Regions from separate parts of the Sus scrofa genome. Here region 1 is linked to region 2. The links are chromatin contacts, called in public promoter capture Hi-C maps. All regions are on one chromosome and are shown on one strand. The core of a region is the stretch at or near the end of the contact, and the rest is flanking DNA. Distances in the headings are between cores, read along the strand shown. Region 1 has its middle 140 kb from the start of NAMPT. Region 2 holds the start of NAMPT (nicotinamide phosphoribosyltransferase).

Evidence for each region. Promoter capture Hi-C pulls out the DNA fragments that hold promoters and counts their contacts.
Region 1: a contact with region 2 is called in a promoter capture Hi-C map of liver, with 6 times the contacts expected there. The contact joins the enhancer-like site here to the promoter of NAMPT in region 2. A contact is called at or near these places in 3 of 5 promoter capture datasets (fetal liver, liver and skeletal muscle), 9 of 47 Hi-C or Micro-C datasets (fetal heart ventricle, liver, psoas muscle and 1 more) and 1 of 2 datasets of contacts at active chromatin or transcription factors (skeletal muscle).

Annotation. Positions count from the first base shown.
Region 1 is chr9:106,304,465-106,308,433 of Sscrofa11.1, reverse strand. No RefSeq gene overlaps it. Among named protein-coding and RNA genes, the nearest start is that of NAMPT, 140 kb to the right of the region's middle. Within about 2 kb of position 1,338, at least 8 of the 83 cell types and tissues checked have an H3K27ac peak or open chromatin away from gene starts, as enhancers often do. A contact at or near this core is called in fetal liver, liver and skeletal muscle, where this site is marked.
Region 2 is chr9:106,159,079-106,163,224 of Sscrofa11.1, reverse strand. It overlaps NAMPT (nicotinamide phosphoribosyltransferase), which reads left to right and starts at 1,384. Exons shown (of 11, transcript NM_001031793.2): 1 at 1,384-1,440. The coding sequence starts at 1,384.

The DNA.
Region 1 (3,969 bases), core at 89-2,588, 150 kb before region 2:
ATTTTATTTGGGGTTCCCTCACGCCATTTGATTAGATTTTCATTTTTATCTTAATTACTGATTTTTTTTTTGCATGTGGAGCATTATTATGATTCTGAAAGTTGGAACTTTACAGAAAAGCATACTCAGAGGCATCTCACCCCCTCAGCCCATACACTGTACTTCTGTTCCTGCATTTTATTTACTCTGTTCCCATCTACTCTCTCTAGGTAACTGATCCTGGCTTTGGGTTTATTCTTCCTGTGTATTTTTGCCTATGCAAACAAATATGTGTATATATTCTCATGTCTCCTTCTCTCCAACATCAGAGGTAGCATACTAGTATAGACACCCTTGCACTTAACCTTGTTCCACTTAACAATATATCTGGGAACTCTCTCCATATCAATTCACTGAGACCCCCTGCATTTATTTATACAGCTGCATGGGATTCCACCGTGTGTATGTATCTTATATGTTCCACTAATCTCCCATGGTTGGGCATTTAGGTTGGTTTCAGCATTATGTAATTAAAAATAACACTGAGATGAATGAACTTGTACAGATGTATTTTTCTGTCCTTGGGAATGGATCCTCAGGGTAAATTCCTAGAAGTAGGCTTTGTGGGTCAAATACAAGTGTACATTGTCTTCTATTGCACCAAATTGTCTTCCACATAGGTTGTACCACCTTGCTACCATTAATGTATAAGAACTTGTTTCCCAACAGACTTTATGGTCATGCTTTTTAAATTTTTATTAATTTGATAGGTTAGAAATAGTATACCATTTGTGGAATATACCGTAGTATTTTAAGTTACACCTCTCAGTAATGAGAGTTTGGACAGCTATTAATATGTTTAAAGGAGTATATACATATGTTTTGTGAATCATTTGTGTCTTTTGCTCATTTTTCTATCAGGTTTTTGGTCCTTTGCCCCTCAATGTGTAGGAAGTTTTTAAAATATTAGAACTATTAACTCTTTGTCTGTGAAATATGTTACAGAGTCTTCCTTTTGAATTTTATGCTACATGCATGTAACACTGAAAAAAAATCTTAAGTTCACAGGAACATGCTTGATAGTGACTGAACAGAAAAGAAGAAAATGTGGCTAGTCGCAGGTTGGGAGTAATTTGAACTCTGTTGGTCCTCAGGATTTTGATTTGCCTTTCTCTCGGGAGCCCTACAAGTGAAGCGACGGTGTGTGCCTGCCAGGAGACAGGGTGAACAGCCAGGTCTGAGCAACTGAAGGTGAGTCCTGACCGCCTCTCCTGTCCCTTTTGGTACATGTGCTTGGGCAGTGTCCCAGTTCCAGGAAATCACTGGGGAATTACACGCATGACTTCTTTTCCTTCCTCGTGGCCACCACATGCTCCAGCAAAAATTGCAAGACTGCTGCTCTTAGAGGCTTGTCAGAGCCTCTCTTCTAAATATAAAAGCAGAGACACTAAAAATAAACAGTGGTGAATGTGAGTTTCATAGGTTCCTGAAATGTCAGGACACCCAGGGAATAAACTTATCTCAAGGAGCCAGGAAGGAGCAGGTGGTGATCCACTTCTGACCTGGATTTTGCAGATGAGGGGAGCCACTTGCTGAGGGTTGCTGAGTAGCTGGACTGTCTTAATTCTTTCTTAAGTTGTGCTGAGGGCAGGACAGCTGGGAATGAGTTGTTTCCTTGTCTAATATTTCTGTGGCAAGATCCTTAAGTACACATAGTCCTCAGGAAAAGAACCAGGGCTGAGGGACTGCAGTGACGAATCTAAATTATTGGAGGATGAGCAAGGCATTTGAACAGCTTAGAGCACATAGAATCACCTGTCAACCAGGAGAGATATGTGCCTGGCACAGTGTCTGTTCCACCAGTGTGTGATTAATACAGGTTTTTTTTTTTTCACGTTCTTTTTTAAAATACTATTTTCTATCATGGTCATCCAGGAAATTGGATATAGTTCCCTGTGCTACACAATAGGATCTCACCAACCATCCATTCTAAATGTAATAGTTTGCATCTACTAACCCCAAACTCCCCATTCATCCCACTCCCTCCCCCCTCCCCCTTGGCAACCACAAGTCTGTTCTCTATGTCTGTGAATCTGTTTCTGCTTGTAGATAGATCCATTTGTGCCATATTTTAGACTCCGCATATAATCAATAACATATGGTATTTGTCCTTTTCTTTCTGACTTACTTCACTTAGTATGAGAATCTCTGGTTACATCCATGTTGCTGCAAATGGCATTATTTCATTCTTTTTATGGTTGAGTAGTATTCCATTGTGTATATGTATATTCCACATCTTCTGAATCCATTCATCTGTCAATGGACATTCAGGTTGTTTCCATGTCTTGGCTATTGTGAATAGTGCTGCCATGAACATATAGGTGCATGTATCTTTTTGAATTATAGTTTTATCTGGATATATGCCCAAGAGTGGGATTGCTGGATCATATGGTAGTTCTATATTTAGTTTTCTGAGGAACTTCCATACTCTTTTCTATATTGGCTGTACCAATTTACATTCCCACCAACAGCAGAGGAGGGTTCCCTTTTCTCCACACCCTCTCCAGCATTCGTTATTTGTAGACGTTCTAATGATGGCCATTCTGACCTGTGTGAAGTGGTACCTCACTGTAATTTTGATTTGCATTGCTCTAATAACTAGTGATGTTGAGCGTCTTTTCATGTGTCTACTGGCCAACTGTATGTCTTCTTTGGAGAAATGTCTATTTAGGTCTTCCGCCCATTTTTCTATTGGGTTATTTGTTGTTGTTGTTGTTGTTGTTCAGTTTTATAAGTTGTTAATATGTGCCATCTTATATGACTATTAGGGATCTCAAGGCTGTGAGCGTTCAGGTAAGAAAGGCAAGGCAAAGAATGAAGGGTAGCTATACCCCTAGACAGATACTCTGAGGTAGGCCACTGGGTGAGACTTAGGAAAGGCTCTTCCAATACACAAAATACAGGTGAAATACACAAAATACACAAAATACAGGTGCAAAATACTGGTGACAATAGCAGCAGATAATCCAAGACACACCTGGACCACATGGTCCCACACCTGCAAACAAGATCAGGCGCTGTCAACACCCATCCCAACTAATGCCTAAAGGGGAGGAAAGCACACTTACTGAAAGCAACAGCAGACTCATGAAAATCCAAGTTATATAACCAGTTAGGCAGAAGCACTTTCATCTTCCAACACAAAGAATGTGACCAGAATACTTATATGGCTTCAATATTACTGTAAGAAGTATTTTCCCTAACTACTCATGGCTTCACTACTCTCGCAGACATCTGGTATAAGCACCCACAGGCGTTCTTTGAACAAGCCGTACTCACGTACTCATCCATTCCTTCCTTTGTGCTGTTAACTTTACCCATAATACCATTCACTCATTCATATATACAGGAACATATTTATTGAATTGTTCACCAATTGCAATTGATTTTTTTTTTCTCTTTAGGGCCACACATGCAGCATATGGAAGTTCCCAGGCTATGGGGTTGAATGGGAGCTACAGCTGCTGGCCTACACCACAGCCACAGCAATGCCAGATCCAAGCCACGTCTTCAACCTATACAACAGTTTGTGGCAACATCGGATCCTTAACCCACTGAGCAAGGCCAGGGATCGAACCCACATCCTCATGGTTACTAGTCATGTTCGTTACTACTGAGCCACAGTGGGAAATCCCTTGATATTTTTTATTGATATATATATACATTTTCAGTATATATATACACTTTTTCAGATTCTTTTCCATTATAGGTTATTACAAGATACTGAATGTTGTTCAACTTATATGATATAGTTCCTTGTGCTATACAGTAGGACCTTGTTGGTTATCTATTTTATATATAGTAGTGTGTATCTATTAATAGCAAACTCCTAATTTATCCCTCCTCCTCTACCCCACTTCCCTTTTTGCTAACCTTAAGTTTGTTTTTTAGGTCTGTGAGTCTATTTCTGTTTTGTAAATACATTCATTT
Region 2 (4,146 bases), core at 135-2,634:
ATGATGAATTTCTCTTCATTCACAGCCTCCACACCCCCCCCGCATAAAATGAGACTTCCACTAGCTTGAACTACAATCTATAAAGTTCTTCCAATTTTCATTAAATTCCCTTTCCCCAGCAACTTCTATCTTGTAAAACCTAAATCTAAAAAAATAAAATAAAAACACAAGCAGCTGCTGATCCCAGAGACAAAGGGAATCTTGGTTTTACTCAAAAATACAACCACGTATGAGAACTGCGCAAATGGATGGTTTGCCTTTGGATGAAGTCATCCGACGTCGTTTCACTTCGTTTTTTGCTTTTTTTTTCCAAGTTGCCAACCCGTTTCCCAAGATTGAGCAATTATAATGATAAAAGTCAGTCTCGCACCTTGTCAAAGACTTGGCCCTTTGCCGTATACTTCTCAGCAATATTAGATTCAGCGAGTTCTTATCCTCTCATTATCTGTGAGGACTGAATTCAGCCCCCAACTTTGGGCGCAGGCTATTTTATCGGGGAAAGTCAAAACCTCCCCAAGAGGATCAAAGGGCTCAGCCACTGAGCCGGAGGAAAGCGAGGGCGATGCGTCAGATTATAAAGCGGCTCCTCAGCTCTTTTTATTCCTCACTTCAGCTGTTCAGATTTTAAAGAGAGGGTTAGGAGGACCAGAAGGGACTCAAGGGATGGAGGCAAAAGGTTCCATCCTTAATCCAAGCCAGAGACAAAGGTGAGTAACTGCGCGAGGGGAACGGGAAGATGAGCAGAGGGAGGCTCCTCGGCCCCCAGCCGGGTGGCGTGACTTCAGGAGGACTCTGAAAAAAGGGCCAGGACTGGGTAGGACAGGAATGTGCCAGCGGGACAGGCGAACCGGCTAATCGCAAGAGTGGCGAGCCTGGGAACGCCCCCTCCCGGCCCCGCCCCGCTGCGCGGGGCCGAGAGACGTAAGCCAGGCGGGCGCCGGGGTCACGGGCCAGGGCAGCCCCGCAGCCTCAGGCTTCCCGGGGTGGGCGTTTCCGAGAAAGAGCGCGTGCCTCACGTCCTCCCCGCCCAGCCCCGCCCCCTGCACGCTGCGCACGCGCGGCCGCGCCCCGCCCCTAGCGTCCCCGCCGGGGCGATGGGGCGGGGGCGGGGAACCGGGGTGAGGAGATCGCCGGAGTCCCCTGAGTGTGAGTGCGCTACCGCCTCCGCCGCCGCTCCGACACTGCCGCCACCCTCACCGCGTCACGGCTCCCAGGCCCGCCCTCCTCTGGCCCCTCCTCCCCGCTCCGTTTTCCCCTCCACTCCCCCTCCCCCTCCGACCGAGCGGTGACTTAAGCAACGGAGCGCGGTGAAGCCCATTTTTCTCCTTCCTCGCAGCCGCGCCGGGCAGCCCGCGGCGCGTGGCCCCCACACTCCGGCCCGAGATGAATGCTGCGGCAGAAGCCGAATTCAACATCCTCCTGGCCACCGACTCGTACAAGGTAGAGGCTCGAGGCGGGGGCAGGTGACGGAGGAAGAGAGGGCGCGTCGGGGACGAGCGCGGGGCGGGGTGTCGGGGCTGGGGTCTTGGCGCGAGGCGGCCCCAAGGGAAGGCGCGGACGGCGGTGGCGGCGGGACCGGGCAGGTGAGGCTGGCGCCGCAGTGGCGAGGAGGTGGAGGGAGGAGGGATGGAGGGATGGACGGCAGGAGGCGGGGCCTGGGGGTGCGTGGTCGGAGGTGCGCGGCTAGGGGCTGAGGCTGGCCCGGGCCGGTGCCGCGCGCCCGCCGCCGGGGGCTCGTGCGGGTTTGCGGGCGGCGGGCAGGCTGGGGCGTCACCGGCTGAGCGCACGCCTTCCCCAGGAGCGCGGCCTTTTGGCCCCGGGCCGGGGAGGGCAGGGCCGGCCTGGGCGAGGGCTCGCTGGAGGAGCCGGGTCAGTTAGGTAACGGCCCCTAGGGTTCTGCCGTAGAGACCGGGAACGAGGTTTGAGAAGTGGGGTTTCCCCCGCTGAGGTGTGTCGTGTGAGCCCACCCCCTAAGTGGGAAGGTACGTCCCTTTCCAAGGAAGGGGTGGGCCAGGTTCTTCAGGGGTGCGGGAGCAGCCAGCCACGTTCCTCTGCCTGTGGCTCGGGCGCAGAGGACACTTAGCTATCAGTCTCTGGTCACCCTGATGGATTCCCCCTTCCCACTCCTCTGGGCTCCGTTTCAAACTTCTTTGCTGCTGGTAATCACTCATGCTTCGTATATCCCCTGTTGCGAAAGCCAATCTGCCATTATCCCATTAGGACCACTGCAGGATTTCTGTGAAAAAGAAAGTGAAACACAAGTAGTTAAATGAACTGTAGTTAACCCTAGAGAACTTGTTGAGGGAAAAGCGGCACAACCTTGTGTTACTAAACCTATTGGACCCTTGCACGTATAGCTACCTCGTTTTATTTGAAGCTCATGTACATTAGTAAAAAGGGAAGAGTGATTAGAGACAAATCCGGCAAATGGTTTTTCCCCTAGTATCCAAATTATATGAAGTAAACTGGACTATACTTTGCTGAGAAATTTTGTTAGTCAGGACACCTAAAAGATGAGCTGTCAGCTTGGAAACCCCACTTTCGTAAAATAAATTTTAGTTTTTACTGTGAACAGCACGAGAGTTCAGAATATAGTGATTAAAGCATGACGTTTTTAGTTTGGGGTTTTGTGATTTTGTTGCTTTGGGTTTTTGGGTTTTTTTTTTTTTAATTCCAATAAAGTATTTTGGAGAATCCCATTTTACTTAAGTTTTATATTGTTTTCTTTCCAGCTGATTTAATATTCTACTTGTGATAATTTAGATGGATTAGAACCAAGTTTCTTTAACAAGTGGTCTTTTAAATGGACTTTTGAAGTGGAATTCTACACAATTGCCAGGAGATCATAGAGGTTTACTTATGCTCTTTTTGTCACTTAGTTCATTCATAGTATTTTGAGTATTTTTAGAATGGTCTCATTCATAGTTTTCCAGGACCTCATTAACTAAATCTTTAAAATCATTTTCAAATTTTTTAATGTAGTAACTTATGATTTTGCTGAAAACGGGAAATGTAAACTGAGATTGGTTGGTCCAACTTTTAAAAACAAAGCAGAGTGCAAGCTTTTTTAGTTTGTAGTCCCTCTAGCGTGAAGTTTTCTATTCTGCTAGCAAGGCATACTTACCTGCACTATTAGAATTTTCTTTTTTTTCTTCTTTTTTTTTCTTTTTAGGGCCTCATCCATGGCGTATGGAGGTTCCCAGGCTAGGGGTCCAGTCAAGCTACAGCTGCTAACCTACACCACAGCCACAGCAATATCACATCCGAACCGCGTCGGTGACCTACACCACAGCTCACACAATGCCAGATCCTTAACCCGCTGAGTGAGGCCAGGGATGCAACCCACAGCCTCATGGTTCCTAGTCAGATTCATTTCTGCTGCACCATGACGGGAACTCCAGAATTTACATCTTTTTAATAAAGTTTATTCCTGTCCATTTTCAGTTCACATTGGTGTGTTTGTCCCCTTTCTACTTCAGAACCTTTTTAGGACATTTTTACCTTAATAAGAAATTTCATAACCCCCTCCCCAAATTTCCTCAGGAGGATTTGTTCAGGTTGATATGTCTTATACCAGTGGCTTAGAGCAGTACAGTAAGATAGATTGTGTATTTCATGCTCACAATTTAGTCTTTACGTTTCATTTTCCTTACATTTTTAGTGGTCCTTATAGCCTATTTATCATTTTTGCCTTTTTATCTTCTTAGATGAAGAAGGGACAGAAATGGTAATCTTGAGTCTAGAAGGAGTGAAATTACTTTTATTTGTACATTACATGAGAATGTTACATATATGTCCTTATCAGTACTTATAAACTATTGGCCAATTAAAATAGGGAGCCAGTAGCTTTAGATATGTACCTGGAAGAGAGCAGAATATTGTTGATTTCTTTTTTCTAGAACTGAAGAAAGGATCATTGGCTGTCTAGGCACCAAGAATGGTGTTTTGCAAATAGGTGGAATAGTGTCCAAGCACATGACTACATGTTGGGATTTCGTTTTCACCTGTATCCTTTCCAGAAGGTTTAGGACAATTTGAACCAAAATATATATTCATTTCTGTAATTTCATACTTTATTATGCATTTTGATGAACTAGAAAATAGGTAAATGTAGTTGTTCTGTTTTCATCCTGGGTTCTTAATACA